2 separate regions of the Sus scrofa genome follow, and region 2 is linked to region 1. The links are chromatin contacts, called in public HiChIP or PLAC-seq maps. All regions are on one chromosome and are shown on one strand. The core of a region is the stretch at or near the end of the contact, and the rest is flanking DNA. Distances in the headings are between cores, read along the strand shown. Region 1 overlaps MCPH1 (microcephalin). Region 2 overlaps AGPAT5 (1-acylglycerol-3-phosphate O-acyltransferase 5).

What was found. HiChIP or PLAC-seq counts read pairs in DNA pulled down with a chosen protein or histone mark.
Region 2: a contact with region 1 is called in an H3K27ac HiChIP or PLAC-seq map of alveolar macrophages. The contact joins two enhancer-like sites. A contact is called at or near these places in 9 of 47 Hi-C or Micro-C datasets (adipocytes, embryonic fibroblasts, fetal heart ventricle and 6 more) and 2 of 2 datasets of contacts at active chromatin or transcription factors (alveolar macrophages and skeletal muscle).

What each region holds. Positions count from the first base shown.
Region 1 is chr15:37,470,935-37,476,114 of Sscrofa11.1, forward strand. The region is part of intron 3 of MCPH1 (microcephalin); the gene reads left to right. Among named protein-coding and RNA genes, the nearest start is that of MCPH1, 18 kb to the left of the region's middle. Within about 2 kb of position 2,162, at least 8 of the 83 cell types and tissues checked have an H3K27ac peak or open chromatin away from gene starts, as enhancers often do. A contact at or near this core is called in alveolar macrophages, where this site is marked.
Region 2 is chr15:37,837,829-37,843,008 of Sscrofa11.1, forward strand. All of the region lies in intron 5 of AGPAT5 (1-acylglycerol-3-phosphate O-acyltransferase 5), which reads left to right. Among named protein-coding and RNA genes, the nearest start is that of AGPAT5, 39 kb to the left of the region's middle. Within about 2 kb of position 2,278, at least 7 of the 83 cell types and tissues checked have an H3K27ac peak or open chromatin away from gene starts, as enhancers often do. A contact at or near this core is called in alveolar macrophages, where this site is marked.

The sequences.
Region 1 (5,180 bases), core at 912-3,411:
GTAAAATTATTTTTTCTGCCTGGGGATTCTTAAGGATTTTTTTACCCCTTTAAAGTTTAATGATTTTTTTCTTACTGTGTCTCTAGTTGATTCATTTCATTATTCCAATCTCTTTTCAAGAGATTCAAGAGATTCTTACTTCTAAAAAATTTTCTTGGAGTTCCCGTCATGGCTCAGTGGTTAACGAATCCGACTAGGAACCATGAGGTTGCGGGTTCGATCCCTGGCCTTGCTCAGTGTGTTAAGGATCCAGTGTTACCATGAGCTGTGGTGTAGGTTGCAGACATGGCTTGGATCCCATGTTGCTGTCGCTGTGGCGTAGGCTGGTGGCTACAGCTCTGATTAGACCCCTAGCCTGGGAACCTCCGTATGCCATGGGAAGAGGCCCTAAAAAGGGCAAAAAGACAAAAAAAAAAAAATTTTTCTTGAATGATTGTTTTGCATATTATTCTGTTCTATTGCTTTGATTTTCTTCAAATACTTCAACTATATGTATGTTGAACTTTCTTTACCTGCTTTTTATTTCATCCATTTTGACTTTCTTTTTACTTCTTTCTTGGTGTTATTTTTATTTTCTTCCCTGCTTTTCCTCAGTATTTTGTATTAAATTTTAATTTGTATCTGTCTATTCTTTTGGCACTATCATAATGTAGTTGTCATCTCTGACATGATTTGTCTTCTTTTTCTTTTTTGAGTTTAATCGGCTCTTGTTTATTGTCTTTCTGTTGTTTTTTTTTTTTAATTGCTGCTGTTCTTTGTTTTTATGTTTATGATTCAAGAAATATCTCACACATATAGGTGGATGATGGCTGACTGGATGATGGATTTTCCCAAATGGTTGTTTGACAGTATTTGATTCAGGTATGAGGGTTGTGTTATATTCTTCAGCTTTATATATGTTTTTATTTGGGGGAAGGAAGATTTTCATCAGCTGAAATGGTTTGACTACATTTTCTTTTTCAAGTAGTTTTTTATGGATACAATGTCCTTTGTGCTACTGCATTTGATTTTATAGGTAAGGCTTCCTTCTGTGTTAGTTCATAGCACCCTCCTGTGTTAGTTCTGCTCTCTTGCATAGTCCTTTTTGTGGCTGATGTTGGGAAGGGGGATTGCCTTTAATACTCCAGGACCCTTAAATGTTTTCCCCTTAGTTCCTTTTTTTCCTTCATTGCTATTTGTCTGAGGCTTGCCACTTTTCCATGTATTTGGTTCTTGCTCAGAATCAATGCTTTTTGGAGCCTCTTGGTTCTGGGCCAGCTCACATTCCTGCCCATTCCCTATTAACAAGTGCTCTGAACCACTGTGTTCTGTATTTGGGCGTTTCGTCCCAGACTTCCTCTTTTTCAGCCTGATTTTCATGTGCTTCACCTGAGTCCTCCAGGCCCCTCCACTCTCTCTATGGAGTCATAGCCTCTTCTCCCCTGCTTTTTGCATCCCTGGACTGGAGGCTGTACTGGAATCTGGATTATCTTTCTACTTGTATATCATTTGAAGTTTTGATGAAAGTACAGGTCATGTGTGTCTTTATGTTTGTTCCTTCTTAATTGATTTTTCATGGGAGGGTATGGGGGAAGATTCAGAATCAGGCAGCTGTCCTTCACCTAAGAGGTGAACTCTCCCTCACCTCTTAGGCCATCCATTAAAATGGCCCATTGGTTTTATCTCAGACCTGCCATGGCTCTTCATCTGCTGCTGCCCACCGGCCACTTCAGTCCAGACAACTCTCATCTTGCCTCATTCCTGCCTGCCCCTCTTTCCTTTCATTTCTTGTACATCAGCAGATATAACACTTTTAACACATAAATCACTTTTATCCTCTTGCTGCGATTAAATTATTTAGAATTAAATGGTCTCAAGCAGGGAATAGCTGACAAGTGGCCCAGGAGCCAAATGTAGCCTACCACCCTATTTGTGATGGCCCATGGGTTAACAGTGGTTTTCACAATATTAAAAGTTTGGGAGGGGGGATCAAAAGAATATTTCATGACACATGAAAATTGCATAAAATCCAAATCTTACTGTCCATCAATAAAGTTTTACTGCAACACATCCATGCACAGTTGATGGTGTATTGTGACTGCCTGCCTTTGTACTGCACATGCAAAATTGAGCAGTGTGGCCCACAAAGCCTGCAGTATTCACTGTTTTACAGGAAGGGTTTGCTGACCTCTGTTCAGAGCTCTGCATGATTCATCTCCAGCCTATCCCAGCCTCGGCTGACCCACTCTCCTGTTTGTATCCTCTAGACACTCTGGTCTTTCTGTGTCCTCAGATGGAGGACCCAGTTCTTGGGAGTGTGCTACCTGGGACTCTGCCTTCTTTTCCTGCTGCTTAACCCTCTTCTGGACTCAGCTCCTTCATGTGTGTCCTGTTTCAGGGTCAGCTTCCCTGAAGTGCTCTCTCTGTCCCCTAATCTACAGTAGAGTCCCCTTTGTGACTCCCTCTCTCAATTCCTTATTTCTTTTTTGTGCGGTAAAACTTAATTGCTCATTTGTCTGTCTGTCTACCTAGCCTTGTATCAAGGTCTTTCCTTATGATGCAAACCCCATAAGTTCAGCCTCTGTATTTATTGTCCTCTGTAGCTGTGTTTCCACTAAGCATCTAACACATAGTAGGTGCTCAGGAAGTATTTGTCCCAACAGTTGATGAACAGAGGAGGTATCAGAGCTCCATGTAAAAGGTTATACGGGCACGTTACTAAAAGCTTGAACTTAGTGGAGAACTGGGGCAAAAGTGTCACCTGACAGCTGGGCCTTCCTGTACTGAAGCAAGGCCTCCAGCTGTCTTGACGTGGCACTTTCACTTATGGTTTTCGTCCTGCTGTTCTGCTCCTTTGCTGGTCTTTCTCCTAATTTCTTTCCTCCTTATCTCCTTTCTCTATCTCTGCCCCTGCTTAGCCCAAGAGGTTCATGGAAACTCCAAGTCCATAATAATTATAACTTTACCCAAAGGCAGTCTCTAAGCTCCTTTTAAAGTGAACTTAATCACATTTTTAATACAAATTTTTTCTTTGTTTGTTATTGTTTGTTGTAATACAGTCAGATTTTAATTATATGAAGTTAATTAGTGATTTTTAGATTTCCTTTTGCTATTTTGAAAGCAAACTTTCTTTTGAATTAAATGTATTTGTATTTAAATGTGTGCATATTTTTAAAGTAAAAAATCCCCACTTAATCCACTTCAAGCCTTATCTTCCAGAACTCCCCTCAGTTGGGAGAAATCTACCATTGAGAATTTAGGATACATAGTTTCAGATTTTTTACTGAGCATATAAAAAGAAGTATACATAATGCATTTACATTGATTGATGTATACGTATATACACATCCTTGTAAATCAATAGATTTTTTCCCATGGGACATATATATGCTTTTTTATTTATGAGTGTACTAGAGAACATTTTTCCATGTTTTTACATAGAGATGTATCTTATTTTAAAAAAAACACATATATAGTCTTTTGTAATAGATACCCAGTAATTTATGTAACCTACCTCCTATTAATAAGTATGAAGTTTTCCATTTCTTTCTCTTTTCTTTCCAATCAGAAATAGTACAACATCAAGCCTTTGTATACATTACTTTCTTGGTAGGGGTATAAGTCTTTACACAGCTTTAAATTCCAAAAATGGATTTTTGGATTCATATGGCTTACATATTTAAACTTATGATAGATACTATCAAGTTGCATTCTGGGAGAAAAATGTGCTAAATTCTGTTCTTTCTAGCTGTGTGAGTTATCAGACTTTTTAATCTTTCCTACTTTGTAGGCGAAAAGTTAAAGTTGACTTCATTTGCATTTCCTTGATTTTTAGTGAGCATGAACTTCCTTTGATATAATTTAGAGATGACTGCCAACCTGACCTTTATTTTCTATGTCACATGTCCATTCTTCTTTTCTTAACTGCCTGTCCATTCCATGGCTCATGTTTTCCCCTGAAAGTGTGAACTTTCATGGAATACCTAAGGTCACTAGGTGTCACTAGAATCCCATTCTGTTATTTTTGGGTGTGTTCCTTACAGAGCAGACAGCTGTGTAACTGCAGCTGATAAAATTCTGAGGTTTCCTTTGGAAGGAAGAAGAAATAAAGGTGGAAGAATGAAGGTCAGCCTGGCTGTCACCTCCCAGTTCTGTTGAGGAAAGTTAGTCACAAAGTTGCTTGTTTGTTTGTTTGTTTGTTTGTTTTTGGGGCTATACCCTTGGCATGTGGAAGTTCCCAGGTTCATAGGCTAGGGGTCGAATCAGAGCTGTAGCTGCCAGCCTACACCACAGTCACAGCAACGTAACATCCTAGCCATGTCTGCCACCTACACCACAACTCAGGGCAACACCAGATCGTTAACCAACTGAGCAAGGCCAGGGATTGAACCCATGTCCTCATGGAAACTAGTCTGGTGCGTTACTGCTGAGACATGACAGGAACTCCTGAAGTTAGCTTTTTTAAACAGTCACTATGACAGATTAACTGGGAGCCCAGTTCCCAGTGATGTCTTGCCTGTTAGAGTCTGTCGCTCACCCTGCATTTAGTGTTTCCTACAGACAGGCCGTTTCCTTGCATAACCACCATCCATGCTGGCGTCACAGCTGTTCCATCAGCTCCACCCCAGAAGCCCATGCCTAGTTGTGTCTCCTCATATTTCTTGCTCTGGAACCCTTGCTGGGCCTGTCCTTGGCTCTTGTGCCTTTGACAGTGTTGAAGGCTATGCATGGCATGTGAAGATTGTCTGGTGCTTCCTGGTGAAGTGTTCTGACCTGGGAATGATGATGGACTCCTCCTGTGCCTGGTGGGGCCTCCCTGGCTTCTTCCCTGGGTGAATGTGCTCCTGGCAATTAACGTGTGTGGCTTTTGAGGGAGGTTCTTTTAAACTGTATAAGTAACTGCCCCTCATCACGCTGTGTGTGTCTGTACTTTACCCACTGGGTTATAGTCCATTATTGTTGTTGTCCCTCTTGAGGTTTGAATTGTCCTTCATTGGCCAGTGGTAGCCTATTCATGGTGACTTTTGTGTTATTTTATTGTTTCTCCATCTTACCCGGAACACTTCTTTTCTCCTCTGGCATATCTTAATATAGGATCAGCTTGTCCTTTCTCTTTCCCAGCCCTAGATTCAGCCTTTCTCCAAGGAGCCCTGGTGTCTTTCAGTGGGAAGTAGTATTTGAACCCAAAGTCAGGGTGGTGG
Region 2 (5,180 bases), core at 1,028-3,527, 370 kb after region 1:
TTTGAGTTATATTTATAGTGATATTCAAGACCTGTTTTTTTCACTTTGTGTATCAACTTCTCCATCAGCATCCAAATTGCAGCTGTCTTTCGTTTCTCAATCCTTTGGCCTCTTCCTTCCTTTTTCTGTTGTGGCTCCAGCTGGCACTCTGGCCAGGTCACAGCTTTAGGGATGGCACAGCCAGGAGAGCACTCGTAGATCTGGAGGAGCCGAGGGGAAGCCCAGACTCCTGTCACAACACTACTGTTCAGAGGTTCTGAGGGCTTTGTTTGATCTCTTCGAGGTCATTTCTATACCATTAAAATTTTTTACCAGAAGAAATATTACTGTTTCTTCCTCCTGCCTTTTCACACTCCTTTCAGCTCCCCTTTGTGAATTCCTGATCCGCTCAAGCCTGGTCTAAACTCTGAATCAGTGGTTCTCTAATTGGTGCCTGAAGCAGCAGCAGCAGCACTGTCCTGTAAACATTCAGGTACCACTTTCATAATTTAAATTATAATTTCTCATCAGTTATGTGAAGTGTTTCATTTTAACTCATTTTCCGTAGATGCATTTTAGATGTTTTGCTTTCCAGCAGTTACTAGAAAATTGGAACCTCATGTATCTTAATTTTCTTTCTCCATAGTGGTTTTTTACCACAGCAGCCAGCAGGATGATAGACTTAAACTTTTATAACTCCAGTAGTGGAAGGCAGGAATTTTAGTGACAAACCTAGAGTGGCAAACCACAGACCTAGAATTTTCATGTTATTCAAGCGAGTTATATTATAGAGCATGATTTTTGTAGTTTTAAAACTCTTTAGGATTTGTGGGATTTAGCTTTCATCCTTTAAATAACACTGGCTATTGTATAAGTTTAAGTGTCCTTTCAAAACATAAAGACAGAGAGTTCTTGTCCTGACCCAGTGGAAACAAATCTGATTAATATCCATGAGGATGTGGTTTCCATCCCCGGCTTCGGTCATTTGGTTGGGGATCTGAAGTTGCTGTGAGCTGTGGTGTAGGTTGCAGATGCGGCTTGGATCCTGAGTTGCTGTGGCTGTGGTGTAGTTGGGCAGCTACAACCCCAATTTGGCCCCTAGCCTGGGAACTTCCATATGCCATAGGTGTGAACCTAAAAAGCCAAAACAAACAAAAAACATAAAAACAGAAGGATTGTTTTTTCTTTGCACACTTCCCTGAATAAAAGTTATTATATCTGAAACATGTAAACAGATTTAAGTAGCAAATGGCAAGCTAATAATATTTGCAATGTATGACGTTTTAATAAATTCATTATAGAAGGAATTCCTGCTGCTTAGTAAGAAAAAGCCATAAATAAGAAAAATGGCAGAAAGGACATGAATAGGAAATGCATTCGATATAAATGAGCCATGCCTGTGAACAAATGTCCTTTGTCCCTGGTAATCAGAGAAATACAAATTCATTGAGCACTCTGAAACCAGCTTTTGAAAGTCAACCTGGCAAACATTGCTAAAGAAAGTTACTACCCAGTATTGGCCCAGGTTTAGTGGACAAGACAAACTTATCTTTCTCCTGGGAGCTAAAATGTCCTCTTTGTTCCCCATGGGCTGTAACCCATGATTATAGACTTGGTATCTTGAAAGGGGAGATGTGTCCTCTTACAGTTCAGGAAGCCTGAAGGCTGAATGGTCTGAGATCAAGGTGCAAGCATAGCCTGGTTCCATTTGTAGGCTCTCAGGGAAAATCCCTTTTCTTGCACTGGCTCCTGGTGCTGGCTTAATGCTCTGCTTTTACAGTCTTAAAATCGCACTGGGTCCTGCAGAATCTGTAGCCGGTTCTGCCTCTCCCTCCTCCTTGCCCTTCCTTCCTCTGACCCTGTCTATTTAGCTTCACTTGGACCCCTCTTTCCTCAGCCCTCCCCACTGTCGAGGCCTTACCACTCTCCTGTGCCTCCCATCTCCAGGTCCCTGCCCATTCCTGGCCTCGACATGACATTCCTTAGCCCTCTGTAACCTGAGTAATCTGGTTGTTTTCTCCCTTCTGTAGCAATTGGAACATGATAAAAATCTATGCTGATTGCTTTCTGCAGCCAATCCGCACTGTGTGATTTCAGCTGAACCAATAATGCTGTGTTTAGCAATTCTTTATTTTTCTCTTTTTCTCTTTCTGTTCTGTTTTTCAGATTTTTCCCTTCACATCTCATAGTTTCTTTGCCTTGAAGAAGTTATGTTTCTCTGTCAGGATTGTATCATACAGTCATACTTTATTTCAAAATCTTAATCCTGTTGCTTCAGTAATTTCTTTTTGCTTCCGTCACCTCCACACACTTCTCTGCTAGGTTTTTCCCCAGTTTACAAATACAGTCTAATTCTCACGCAGGGTGTGTGTGTGTGTGTGTGTGTGTGTGTCTACCCCCTTAAGGATTGCCTGTTTTCTCTCTTTCTCTTTGGTGCTGAAGAAGAAGTCTGGGCCCTTCTCGTTCTCACATGTTCTCCATCCACTCTCACAGGTTAATCCCAGTGACACCCAATTTACCAAAGTACCGCATCACCTCTCTTGGTTCTCAGAGTCGTTAGTCGTGATTGCCTTTTCATCTCTGCCCTTCAGTATTCTCAGTCACTGCCATTGCTTCAATGATGGTGTCCATATGCAAATGACCCCCAAATGTTAGTACTAGGTAGAAGCTCAGGAGATCTGGAGGTGGAAACAAAGCAAAGCAGTTTCTAAAACAGAGATTGGTCACTGACCAGGAAGGATTCCTCTACTGTTAGGGCTCAGGGGTTTTCCATAGTTCTCTAGAGGCAGGGGCGCAGTGTGATGTCAGTGTGACGGGCACAAGCTGAGCAGGTGATTGTGGATTCCTGTTATCTGACTGTCCCTGTAATGAAATTCTAATTGGTCTCTATAGTATTATTAGGAGATTGGTTTTACAATAATGACCCAAGGTTTGAGGAGACTGAGAGTCCTCTTCTCTGCTGAGAGTTGAAGACAACCTGCTCAGAGATGTAAATTGTCCCCCTCTGTGGACTGGATTTAGGATTGTCTAGTGGCTGATGACCCTCTGAGAAAGCCCAGATACTATTTGTTGTAATGGTAAGGGAATCTTGTATTATTCTAAGCCTTGGAAAATTGATAGACTCTGTCTTACTAAGTACATGCGGGAAAGAAGGAGCTGTTTTTGTCATGTCCTGCATTCATATCTCACTTCACCTGCTTTCTGTACCTCCATTCCAACCACCCTTGAAAACACTGGTCCAGGTAACACTCCATTGGGCCAGGTGGTTATGTCTCAGTTCTGGACCTTTCAGTGTTTCCCAGTGAGCATTGTCTTCTTGCTTCTCCTTGAGACATTTTCTTCTCCGTGCATCTCTGTCACCCCAGTCGCCTTGTGTTTGCTCTTCCTCGTCGACTCTTTCTTTCCAAGAGCCAGAACATTAAAAAAGAATTAAAAAAGAATGTTTATAACTGAGTCGCTTTGCTGTACAGAAGAAATTGGCACAACATTGTATATCAACTAAAATTTCTTTTAAAAAGCTAAGTGATAAAAGCTGGAACGTGCCAGATAGGAACTGGATCTAGACAATGTGCTGTAGTACAGTTCCTGGCGAGAGGACTTTCTCTTTGTTTGGTTTACATACTAGTAACGGCCATTTCTTACTCATCCGCCACAAAGTTGATTTTTCTAAACCTTCACTGTAACTCATTTCTAGGAAAATACTACTTTTCTGTCTTCTTACTAACTTACTTCGATTCTAATAATTCATTGTTCTTACCAAACATCATAGAGTGATTCTGTGGAGCTATCGATTTAATAAAATTGAATCCAATAGCAAAGAAGGAAGTGTTAACTAATTTAATTGACAAATAAATGTTTCCCAGCCTGATATACTATGTAGATTTTTGTTATAAGTTTGTGAATAAATTAAACTGCTTCTGCCCTAGGGATTTAAGTCAGATCCGTGGTTGTGGGAATCTCTTTCTTTCCCACACGACTCTACATTTTAAAAATTCTTCAGCAGGAAGATCCCAACATACTATAGCTGTTCTTTCTTATGCGGCTAATTTTCCCTCGAGAGAGGCAGTAGAAAATCCAAGTCAGTTTTTTTCCTAGTCTGTTTCCATGTCACTTCTTCAGGGCTACCCTTCTCTGTTAAATTGTCAGGAAATATTCTAATCCAGGAAAGGGGGGCAGTAGGAGGTAGAAAGTAGAAAGAACAAATTCTTAGTACTAGTAGGAGCACAAATAAATATGTGATTAATTATTCTCTATACATTGCAATATTTTCTCACTTAAAGAGGCTTTTGAAAGTGTGTGGGGATGTGTGTGTGTGTGTGTGTGTGTGTGTGTGTGTGTGTGTATACCCAAGAGAATTGAAACTGTATGTTTACACCAAAACTTGTTCATATGCAGCATCGATACACAGTTTGTATGAATGTTCATAGCAGCACTGTTCATAAGAACCAGAGGGAGGAGAGAACCAGTGTCTGTCAGCTAGTCGGCCAGTTAACAAAATGTGGTATAGCCATACAGAAGACCATTACTCAGCCATAAAAGCTGAGGAAGTACTGATGTGTGCTGCCACATGGAAGAACCTCGAAAACATGATGCTAAATGAAAGAAGCCAAACACAAAAGTCCATGTGCTGTGATTTCATTTATGTGAAATGTCTATAATTGGGCAATCTGTAGAGACTGAAAGTAGACCCATGGTCGCAGGGACAGGGGTGTGCAGTGTCTGCAAAGGGTGAGGGTGTCTTTGGAGTGATGAAAATGGTCTGGAGTTTGATAGTGGTCATGAGTGAATAAACTAAAACTCATTGAATTGTCTGCTCTCCAGGGTGAATTCTATGGTATATGAACTAGATTCCAAATTTTTAAAAAGTTTACCAAGAAACTAGATTCTTCGGTTACCCTAGAAGTTTCAGGCCAGAATTTTGTGTTACATGGACCACCTCAGTCATGAGTTCAGGTGTTGAACACAGTGGGGGTCATTTAAGTCATCCCACCCTATCAATCTTTGGACAGAAGTAGAACAGAAAGAATCACAGACTTGGAGTCAGAAATAGGAATTGTGCTCCTGAATCTTTAGTGACCACAGGTAAGATGCTACCACCTTTATTCTGTTGCCAGAAAGGAGGATCATATGTTTGCTCTTGTCAAAGTTTTCCAAATCAAAGTGTTTCTGAGAGGCCATGAGCTTCTTGAGGGTGGATTCTC